Regions from separate parts of the Hordeum vulgare genome. Here region 2 is linked to region 1. The links are chromatin contacts, called in public Hi-C maps. All regions are on one chromosome and are shown on one strand. Each heading gives the region's core, a stretch centred on a gene start, on an enhancer-like site or on the middle of the called end of the contact. The rest is flanking DNA. Distances are from core to core; before and after follow the strand shown. Region 1 holds the start of LOC123401611 (calmodulin-binding protein 60 B-like). Region 2 holds the start of LOC123406353 (CASP-like protein 2C4).

Evidence for each region. A called contact is a pair of places that touch in the nucleus more often than the background predicts.
Region 2: a contact with region 1 is called in a Hi-C map of leaf, with 6 times the contacts expected there. The contact joins the promoter of LOC123406353 here to the promoter of LOC123401611 in region 1. A contact is called at or near these places in 3 of 6 Hi-C or Micro-C datasets (leaf and seedling).

Annotation. Positions count from the first base shown.
Region 1 is chr6H:122,550,415-122,556,421 of MorexV3_pseudomolecules_assembly, reverse strand. LOC123401611 (calmodulin-binding protein 60 B-like) reads right to left here and starts at 2,247. Exons shown (of 7, transcript XM_045095445.1): 1 at 1,939-2,247; 2 at 402-895; 3 at 167-327; 4 at 1-90. The coding sequence starts at 2,027.
Region 2 is chr6H:122,706,933-122,712,939 of MorexV3_pseudomolecules_assembly, reverse strand. LOC123406353 (CASP-like protein 2C4) reads right to left here and starts at 2,137. Exons shown (of 3, transcript XM_045099859.1): 1 at 1,608-2,137; 2 at 1,355-1,499. The coding sequence starts at 1,942. It overlaps LOC123406352 (calmodulin-binding protein 60 B-like), which reads right to left. Exons shown (of 8, transcript XM_045099858.1): 7 at 5,227-5,416; 8 at 3,781-4,644. The coding sequence ends at 4,070.

The DNA of each region.
Region 1 (6,007 bases), core at 998-3,497:
GTATATGTAATATTTTCCACTTAAGACGCAGGTTTTTGCATGTTCAACAAGAGAATCCCACATCTTGTTGGACATGGCACTTCCGAGGATCTAAAACAACAGAACAGTATACAAATTAGAACTACAACAGCAAAAGATCAAAGGCCGTGGAAAGAAACGAACTTACAGTACGCAACTTCTGTGGATCCCGAACCACAAGCCTGAGAAAATCTTCAACAGTTAAAATTCCAGATTTATTCAGTCTCTTATGGAACGACCCATCTTTTCCTATTTTCTCTAACCTCCAGACCTCATCCTTCAATGCAGGTGGATAATGCTTCTTGAACACTAAAGAAGTGAAATTCAAATTGTTCAGACATATCTCAAGCGGAAGCACATGATTACCATTACAGAAAACTTACATTCTCCTCTATGGTCCTTAACCATGAAAGCTTCAGTTTTTGCCTCACGGATGCGAACACCCTGACAAAACCCTGAGGCAATTTTCAAACCAAGTCTGAATTTCCTACTCCTTATCCAGCTAGAGTTATCTGTGAACGTGAACTCCCCAATTGTGCCAACACCGTCTTTCAGTGTGACTTGTATATCGCCAGTTATAATAGGTCGTTTCCCCTCACGCTCCTTCACTACATGACTGTCAAATTCCTCCTCTGTCCAGCCTTCCTCATCTTCATTGTTGAAATCGCCTTCTAGAACGACAATACCAAGCTTGGCAGACGACTCTGGCCCAGATGATACAACACAGCCATTGCCGGTATCAAGCAAAACCACATGAATTGAAGCCCCCTGCTCCCCTTCAACTTTTCCCCCGGTAAAAAGGGGAAGGGACAATCTTGTCCTGAATTGGAGTTGCAGATTTTTTCCACCAGGACCTTCAATTCGCTTTGGAGAAGACCTGCATTATATTCCAATCAGTAGCAGATAATTAGTATCAACGTGGCTCCCAAAGAAGAACATTTCACCTTTTAGACCTCAAAGTTTACATACTTTGCAAGGATATAGCATCATGCGTGAAGCCAAATTACATTGCACACCACAAACATCAAGTTACTGGCAATACCATCATGTGTTACTTGCCTATAAACATAACACCCAGAAGATAGCGCTTTAGAGATGGTTCTTGCCATTAACTAGGGAGATTCTTGTCAGTTGGACAGTTGGGGTATTTTGTAGATGAACAAGTTCAATGAGATAATTTTAACATGGCCATAGTGGTAATCTTATGTATTTGCTTAACTTATGTGCATGAGGTTAAAATATTATACTAACAACAGAATAGAGTGGATGACAAGCCTGGAGTTAAAGCTACAGAACAAGCCTGGCATTTGATTTTGTCCTAATATGTGATGGATGATGTGTACCGTTTTTCTTAAATTGTTTTCAGTGGTAAGCATAGGCGTCCTTGAGTGTACGTCCTTGATGCTTATAACGTGGTCACGAGTGTGCTCCTGAAACTACTTATAACGGATCTTCTCCTTTCTCTCAACAGTTAACCAACAAGTTACCAATAATTCACTCATTTCCCAGCAGGTCACACCAGTTCCAGCTCAAACTGTTTCTAATACTAAGCAACTTCAAAACGCCCATGGTCATCAAAACCATAACTGAAGTTCCAAAGCTACGGTTAGACGCAGCAACTAGGAGACTAATCATCACCCCGCTAATAACAACCTGACGACCCTTTGTCAATGAAAAAAAAAACACATCTTCAGATTTTCAGCTAGACGGCACCAAATCACGAGCAATAAATCTGAAGATGAATTCCCAAATCCCAGTTATAAATACGTAAGCCGGCGCTAAATCACGAAAGCCTTTGCCACCATACGAACCCAAGCAGCTACACTGGCTAGAACTCGCGCGGCTGAATCGGCACGGACACACAAAAATCACATCACGCACGCACTTAAAAGGGGTACCAAAACTCGACGAATTCCTGACCTGGCAAGAGCCGGGGGGCGCGACCGCTTAGCCTCGGGGCGGCCGTCGCCGGCGGCGGCGGCGGCCTCCAGCCCGCGCTTCTCGTTCATCGCCGGGGGCGAACCCTAGCCGGCGCCCGCACCGAATAGAGCGAGGCCTGCCTCCAGATTTCGCGCGAGCGCCGCCGCCGCCTTGACCGGTTCCGCGCACCGGAGGAGATTGATCGGCCGCGGTCGCCTGGCCGGGCGCTGGATGACCCGTTTCCATAAGGCCACCAAACTATCCGTAAGGACAGTGACAAGCCATGCTAATAGTCTCAAGCTCGTTCGGTCATTGTGCTTTCACTCGATCACGTGAAATTACTCGGTCTACTTTGCAACAATCGGACCCTTTCCGCGCTCGGTCCACAGCAAGTCAGGGAGGACGAAGGGGCTGCAACGGTCAAGGATTTAAACACACGTATGAAGGTCCATGAAAGCCCGCGTTACCGGTAACATCAGGGATTAAGGCTTTTGTTACCTGTAACTTTCTCTTTATTATCATTTATTGCCTTGTAACGGTGCTCGGACGGTCATGACAACACTATATAAGCCACTTTCGGATACCGGCTCAAGGTTCATCACTTGTAATCTTTTACACCCTATAAGCAAACATCAGCCTTTCGGTTCGAGACGTAGAGCTATTACCACCTCCGAGTGGGGTTGAACTCGTAAATCCGAGTTCATCCACTGCGTCTAGCTAGACTTCGCCCCTTAGTTTGTACTCCTGATACTATTGTCAGGATCATTCCCACGAAAGTTGACGCCCATCGTGGGGCTGCGCTTCTAGCAAATTCAGCGCAGTTGGAGATTTTCCACATTTTCGCCATCATGATGACACTCGACGGAGAGATCCTCTTCGGTTTCCTTAGCTTCATCGTCGACGATTTAGCGTGGCTGCAGGATGTATCACTGGACACCGACGCCCTCCCCGCGCGAGGTTCGTCGCACTTCAGCGCGGTAGCGCACGTAGTCCTGATTCGGCAGCCATCGGCGCCACATCACTCGGCATCACCACGACCCGCTGCCGTCGGTCACAAGCGCTCTGGGCACTCGCAGATGCAGCGATGGATCAAGCATGCTATGGCCAACCAGGCCATCTCCGGACAGGTTGCCATGCTCAGTTCTGATGAGCCCACCGTCAGCCTCTTCCCTTCGTCGAGCGAGGAGTCACTCGGCGACTCCGACTGCGACAGCAGCAGGGGTGCAGCTGAGATTCTAATGACCGACACCAACAGGGGAAACAACCATGACCACGCTTCTGATAACTCTCTCGAGCGTGACGGCAGGGAGCGTTGCCACGACGACAGCCACCACCATATTTCGCAGCTGCTCATCGAGTCCTTCGCACCCCCATCACCGAAAATAGCCTGGAGGAGATCGCGCTGGAGAACGCACGATTGGCCAACTTGGCCGAGCGCGAGCGCCTCGAGCGGCTCCAGCGTTCACTCGACGCTCGAGCCGCTAGAGACCAACCGAACTCTGTCGTAGCCAGTTGTTTCCAAACGACCGCCCGCAACACATTGAAGTGATGCGGACGTGTAACGTTCAAGATGCGGTCCTATCCTTATTTTGGCGCGAGGGCCTCGACAGGGATAGAAATGCATCTCGTCGTTTCGCAAGAATGGATATCGTTACAAGTACATGTACTGAAAAAATGAGTATAAGGAGTTGGCTTACACTCGCCACAAGCTACAACAGAGTCACATCAATACAATACATACAATCATCATGAAGAAGAGCAAGGTTCATCTACCGACGAAAGCAAACGATAAAAGAACGACGTACATCCTTGCTATCCCAGGCTGCCGGCCTGGAAACCATCCTAGATCGACGACGAAGAAGAAGAAGAAACTCCAAATGAACAATCATCGCGCTCACATATTAGTATCCTTTACATGTACCCGTAACTGGTGTTGTAGTAATCTGTGAGCCAAGGGAGGCTCAACAATCTCATTTCCAAAGGTACCAAGACTAGCAGAGCTTAATGGATGAGGTATGGTTAAGTGGTGAGGCGACAGCAAGCGACTAACCATTTACTTGAGGTGGCTAACTTTATGAGTACAAGAATAAGAGGGGGTGATCTACGCACAACGGACGTGAACTACTGATGATCAAATGAATGATCCTGAACACCTACTTACGTCAAACATAACCCCACCGTGTCCTCAATCGGAGAAGGAGCTCACGAAAGAGACAGTCACGGTTACGCACTCAGTTGGCAAGTTTTTTAATTAAGCTTACTTCAAGTTATCTAGAACCGGATGTTAAACAAAGTTTCCACGTTGCCACATAACCGCGGGCATGGCTTTCCGAAAGATTTAACCTTGCAGGGGTGCTCCAACTAGTCCATCACAAACTACCACACACTGCGACGAAATGACCTCGATCAAGGAAACCCGTGATCTCCTCGGATTCCTATTGTAAAACCTTAACCTCGAGATAACCCAAAGCATCCTCGGAATCCCTCGCACAAGACGCTCGATCAAGGTAAAACAAATCCAGCAAGGCCGTCCGACGTGTCGACAAACCCGATAGGAGCCACGTATCTCGTTCTCAGGACACGACCGGATGGGACTAGCTACGAGTAAAACCAAACCTCGAGTTTCCTCGCGGTGGCCCCGCAGGCAGCCCATTTGGGACCAACACCATCAGCACTGCCCCCTGTATTATGTTGAATTACTCCTCGGGTTCATGACGCCCTATGTTTTTTCAGTATTATCAGGACTATTATGTTGGACAAATATAGTACCAATGTTGGGCCTTGCCAGACGAGCTTTATCCCAAACGAGAATCTAGGGGGTCCCCATAACAACCCCAAGCATGTTAGGAGCTCTCATTTATGGAACATAACACCGGTAGCCGAAACTAAGGCGACAAAGGTGGAACAAAACACCAGGCTAGAAAGGTCGGTCCTTCCATCTTTTACCAAGTATATAAGTGCATTAAATTATTTAGAATTAATATGATGATATGACAAGGAACCCATGTTTGCACATGGAAGCAAATGCACATGCAACTAGCAACGCTATCCAATGGTTAAGCAAGCGGTAACATATCCAATCAATGGTTTGCTAGGTTGTAGAAAGGTTAAAGGTTTTCATGGCAATGTTGGGAGGTTGATATTTAACAGGTGGTAGGGAGCGAGACATAACGATAGAAACAAAACAACCATCATGACAATGATAGCAATGGTATCTAGGGAAATGATCATCTTGCTTGAGATCCCGCTTGGAAGAAGAACGACTCTGTGTAGCAGACGAACCGACATAGTCGAACGGGGCCTCACATTCTGACACGCTTGCAGAGCTCTATTGAGACGAAGCAAACCAGAAACAAGAATCAACACACGATATCCACCATGACACATGAACGACATGATGCACACCTAATATGATGCTTTTTCAGTTTAAATTATGCAAGGCATGGCATGACAATTCACCTCACGCAAACACTACACATTAAGTGAAGCTCTCAACATTCAAATATTTAGTTCACTCCTATTTATTTACACGGCAACATTAAATGTTGTTTAACATGGAAAGGGGCGAAGCACAAATAATCTACCTATCTAGGCATTTTAAATGAGGCCGAAAACGACATATAGCATCTCCGAAACGACCCCACGCGTTAACTTTATAATATGTCTGGATTTGTCCTAATCACATTTTATGTTTGTTAAATGGCAAAACAAAGTGGTTCACGCAATTCTACTCGTCGTTCTGGTCCATTTACATATATGGCTCATTTCCAATAGAGCTACGGTTAATTAACTACGACCTAAACTGTTTCTATCGCATTGACACGCAAACCGATGCAAACATCACATCTAACAGTTTTAAATATGCATGAGAGTTTGAAAATATTAATCTATGCAAAATTCTAGTCAAGTTACATATATAACTTGTCGCAATCCGACACACGGATTAAAAGATACGGACATTTTAAAAACAATGGTTTTTCTGAAATACAAAAATCGTAAAATCTAAAAAAAACTAACGGGTCGAAACTAAATAGTGTATAGGGCGCAACAACTCTAAACAACGCTCGGG
Region 2 (6,007 bases), core at 888-3,387, 160 kb before region 1:
CTGGTAAGTCGGTGTGTTAGTTTCTACTCTGAAGATGTATTGGTGGAAGATGACGGCGACGACACATGAGAGTGTATTGAACCGGTTTGTACCCTAAACCCAGTATGTGGCTCGGTTGGTGCCTCTGGCTTTAGATGTTAGGCTTTGGTACAATGTTTGTTTGGTTATAGGCTCGGGCTATCGACATCCTTTCATCAAGTGGTTGGGAGTAGCGACAGTTGTTGCTAAGATGGTGTCTTCGGACAAACTAATGTACTACTTATAAGGTTTTTGTAAATAATTAATAAAATGGCTGCATGTATCGTCCACATGCATAGGCGGGGTAAACCTCCTTTTCTAAATAAAAAAATGCAGATCGAACCGGTGACTCTGCTAAAGTTGCTCTTAATGTGTTCTGCTGTTGCCGTTAGCAGTGCGGCCATCAGTCCATCAAGATTCTTGTTACGCGTCGCGAGTTAAGGTTCAGAAACGACCCCGTTACGGTTGCAACCGCATGAGTTATGACCCTTCCTCTCCATACCGTACCATCAAACGATTAACGATGTACTGTGGTACGGAATTATATTTGGCGAGAGCACATCACGTGAGCAACCACTCTTCTGATCTTCTCCGCCGTTCAGTGCCTACATGACGTGCCGGATTATATCTATAACATGTCCCTAGGATAGAACTATGAACTTAAAGCGACAAGGAGTTCTTGCAAAGCAAAGCTGTCCTGGTTCGGTTTCCTAACCATACGATGCAGTTCTCCAGCGGCATTGGTGGCGAAGTGCAAAATAAAAGTGGGAGATGGCGCGGAGCGACAACCCGAGACGAACCCAAAACAGATCACCTCTCGGTAGAGGAGTAAAAACCCATTGTCGTGCAGAGGGTGATGGTAAACCGGCGACTGAGACGGGCGCCGGAGACGGGGGAGATTGCTCGCTCGCCGGCGGCGACCGGCGAGAGAGGAAATGGGGACGGGAAGGTCGAAGGAAGCGAGGCCTTAACTGGCTAAAAGTTTGGCCTGCCCGATCAAAAACGACAGGCAGAAAGGCCCATCACCACTACCGTCCTCCTGCTGCTACCTAGCCGTGGGTAAAAGCGACGGCGGAGTGTCCACGCACACGCACACGCCCGTCGCTGTAGCCTGTAGCCTGTAGCCTGTAGCCGGCTCACGATAATTCCATTCGATGCGTAGCGTATTAATGGGAAACGGTTGGGCGCCAAGCACGCGCACGCGGCCGGCCTGTTTCCTCCTTCCTTCCTTCCTGGATCGACGATCACCACGACCCGCTAGTCTAGCTAACTGATTATACTGAAGCTACAAATCAATTCACCGAAAAGTAATCAGCTAGTAGTAGTAGTTGGTTACCTTGTCGAGGAGGAAACATGCCCACGCGACCGCCCTGGCGCAGCCCCGGTCCTCGCCGCCGGCGAAGCGGCCGCCGGAGCAGAGCCGCTTGAGGAGCCGCGCGGCGTGGTACCCCGCGGCCACGGCCGCCGCCACGACCAGCACCCTGGTCACACTCACACAGCAAGAATTCGATCAGGATCGTCGCGAAACCTGGTAGCACTACATCGATCCGTGGCCGAACATGGGGCGCGCGTGGGCGCGTAGCATGTACCAGAGGGCCTCGACGTCCTTGGGCACGGCCTTCTTCCGGATGAAGAACACCGTCTTGGTCTGTGCGCTCAGGCCGAGGAGCAGCGCGGACGCCGCCGACCCCACCGCGCACGCGCCCCGGAGGAGGCTCTCCGCCCTGCCCGACGCCACCACCGCCTGCAGCCTCGCCACCGCCCCCATGTCGCCCGGCCGCCTCGCTCGATCGGTCTCCGCCTCGCTTCCCGGCCGACGTTTTGGGGAGCTCTGTGGAGCCTTCGGACGTGAACGCTCTGGCGGGGTAGCGCGCGCGGAAAGCGTTGGGGGCCAGAGCGCGTGCTTTATATCACCGATATCCATCCATCGGCTCCCATCAATTTTGATGGGGGCTGGCTGCGGTGGTGCAAAGGGGCTCGAAAGTAGTACGTGAGCGTTGAGGCCGCCATGTTTGTATGGGATTTAAATTTTTCACCAAATTGCGTTGAATTTCATGGGCTTCACTGTAACTGCACGTATGCTTATGAACCTTTGGGCAGCTTTATAAAATGCCATGGCTTTTAGAGGATGACCAGCAATTTGTGTGCTTGATTATCGTATGCTAGTGTCTATGTCATCAACCAATAATACACCACACAATGGCTCTAATCACGTGTATCTTAAGTTGGGCAATATGGGGTTCTCAATATGGCTCTAATCACGTGTATCTTAAGCAGCGGCTCAACCGGGTGTTCCTGGACAGCGTCATGAGACGGCGTGAGTTACTGGCCGTTACGCCAGGTCGTCAAAAAACGGGCCCCCTTGTCATAATAGAGGTTAAAAGGGGCGAAGAGGCGATTAGGTGTTTTTTGCAAATGATTAGGATAAAAATTAGTGATATCTGCAAAGATTTCGTAAAAAAGTGTTTTCTGCAGAACCACGCTTCAATGTAATGGTTTTTCACAATTCACTCCCTCTCAGTGAACGCATGTTGCTAGAATGCTTGGAATAAATTCAGGTAAACGGCAACAAGAATGTTAAATATGAAACTTAAACTCTTGTGGACAAGGGATACCACTGTCCTTCTAACCATTCAATCATAGGTTGGTTTGCATACTTGACTTGTTAGCATACAAATAAACCCTCCTTACGTTTTGCAAAAACAAAAACAAAAAAAAACTCACCCTACTCTATTCTCTGTCACGTCATGATGCATTCTTCATGGTAAATTTTACAATTGATGCCGCCAACAGTATGGAATTGTCCTGTTCCTCTTCTGTATTGTGCACTCACATATCTAGAGACATGATCTGGTCACGATTAGCAGAGTTTAAGACAATGAGCTGAAGAAAGACAAACGAAAAACTCAAAGCTGCAACTAAAAAATCATTCAAAGCGATGAGCATGAGAAAATAATCTCAAAACTAACAAGGTAGGCCAAACTGATGTGATTTTAGAATTAACCAGATTAGTTGAATGAAGTGAAGAGCAATCCACAATCCTTTTTTGTACAGGAAATTTGCAACATAAATGGGAATTCACCCATTAGGAAATGTGTGAATATGCGTGGCATCCTCACGTTTTACCTCCCTAAGGCCCTGCTTGGGATGTCGTTCTAAACACTATTATATTCTTTACGAAGGGAGTATACGCTGCATTGACAGAGATTGTGAACATGGTGTGAAAGGGGGTGTAGCCATCTGCGTTTGCTTACAGTTACGGGTAGCCTTCGCAGCTTTGGGCGTCAACGAGACTGCATCAAGCGTCAACCACCTCGAATACGATACACAGCAACTTGAAACATCAACTACGATTAAAATCTTATAAAAAAAAAAAGACGCTGCATCTACTACAAATCTTAGGGAGAAAAGATATCGGACTGAGGATGATTAGGAGAAAAAAATCAAAGGGGAGAGGGGCTAATTAGGTTAGGTGTGGACACGTACCTCCGTATCTTCCGTCCGTAAGCTGGCATTCGAGAAAATTAGTGACTATTGAAAAGGAAAAAAAAATGTGTGGTTCAGTTTGCCCTCCATTTGACTGGAAGACCTCCACGTCCCATCAGCTCAACTTCTTATAAATGACATGCCCGGCTGCAACAAATGGTCACTGTATGATCACTTGATAAAAGAGGCCAAGAACATAATGCCGATGCACCACTTCAACAAAATTACTGAGCCTTACAAACATGTTCTTCCAGTAGTTATGGACCCCCAACCAAGTAACAGCCACAAAAACGTAATACTGTTCAAATCAATTCACATCGTCTTCTACAGCAATATTCTGCACAAATTAAGCTAAACGGAAAAGGCACTAAACAAGAATTTATGTTGAAATTATACAAGGAAGCGGGTCGGCATTTTTTTACAAGATAGCAGAGCTGCTCGCTGTAGATTTACAGAAAACTAGCTTCAATGGCAATCACGACGAATATGTGAGCCAAAGAACTAGTTCGCAGCAACAGCAGCTGGTATTTGAGATTTCAACTAACAGTGAGCACACGCCAAGATCTTAATCATCCAGCTCAACAATCTGTGCCCTTCTCTCCGCAGCTTTCTTCCTGACAAATATTCCCCACCTCATAGCGGCCTTTATCTTGAGCCACCCAACAACGGCTTTGCCCGATGGACGGCTGGGCTCACCTTCGAAGCCTGGGGTTGGCAATGGAGATGGCATGTAGGTCTGGTAGGAAAACGTCTCGTCTGGCAAACCAGGAGAAGCTCCACCCATATTGAAGACCCTGAGCAGCTGCTGCATGTCTTCACCCTCGAGCAGTTGGTGGCTTTTCATGCGAATGTCTTCGGTGAAATCATCAGCATACTGACTATCACGGTTGTGATGCCAATTATCGTAGCTGACATTTGCTGGTTGAATTGGATGGGCTTGAGAAATTGTGTGATGCAATTGGCTGAGTTCCAGACCCATGGCATCACTTGCTGTTCCTTGATTAGAACCCATCAACATGGTAGGCGGCAAAAATGAAAAGGCCTCATCATATGGCAACGGCACATTAGCAGATGAACTCTGAAGCTGAACAGACTGTGTTGCTGTCTGGTTGCCATCATACCCTATAGAACCATTTGAGCCTGCAATAGATGAAACAAAACATATGGTTTTCAGAAACTGCTATTCCACAGTGACATCATAAAATATTTCATACACCATTTGCTTAATTTGTACTCCCTCCGACCAATAATATAAGACCTTATTACATCCAATATCCTCGCATATAAGATGTAATAAGATCTTATATTATGGAATGGAGGGAGTATATATTTAGGCTGCTCATAGTGGGAAGTATCATATACTAATATCATGCATATTATACTAGTGTATGATGGTACCTTTATAATGCATAGTATCAGAGTAATATCATATATGATCTTATTTATTGTCATGCATGACACAAAGTAGCATAGCATTTAACATGATACGGTATCAACCTATGTTACTCTACCCATCTCTCTCTTCTTTAATTCTCTGACACATCAGCACGTTTGCTATTCCCGAGTGCATGATATCGGCTAAGATACCACCACTATGGCCAGCCTTAAATACAAAATCAATGTTTCAGTTTTTCCAACGCATTAAGTCGTATTTTCCTACTTCTGAAGTAAAATCGTAAAAATACTTGGAATTCTGTAACTAAGCACTTGTGTGCTACTTACCTGCTGTAGATGGTCCTGGCATACTCGTTGAAGAAATGCGCTGTACATATGCAGCAGGAGCACGAGCCTCAGGTTGACTAGTTAATGCAGCCTTTTTCTTCGGTTTAGGGTTCAAGAGAGCTTTACCATCATATTCAATAACATACATCCAATTATCATATGCTTTCTTCACCAGCCCATCAGCAAAGAGCTGTAGCAAACAGTAATATTCTAATCAGTCAAGATTTTATGTACAAAAACAATCCTGCTAATTAGAGCAGAGAAAGCCAAACTTGCTCCTTGAAAAAAAAAGTTACTCAAAAATAAGAAAAATAAACTCATGTCACAGATTGCTTAAACACACCTAAGCATAGGGTGTAGCACATCTCAGAAATTATTGCAGTTAAAAGTAAGGCCAGAAAAGGTTCTTATACTTCGGATAAACAGGCTATACCTAAGGGTTTAACGTACCTAATGAGCATTTAGTGCATTAAAAACATATAACGGTACCAGATATTAATAGTTAATACACATTATCCATGGCCACCATTCTTGGAATATAAAGGGTGTGTGGACAGATCAAGACCAATGTGATATAAGATGAAGTCAGACATCTACATATTATTCCCTCAATCGCAGTTTCTTGGTAGTCTTTTCCCAGATCTAGGGCCCTGGAGGTTTTTCTCCTCCTTTCTCCTGATAATACTCCTGCATACATGACGTTCCTGTTCTCCTACCATAGTAAAAGCACTAACGATCCCTGAACTTCCAAAATCTAAAAGACCCGACCATAATACCGGAA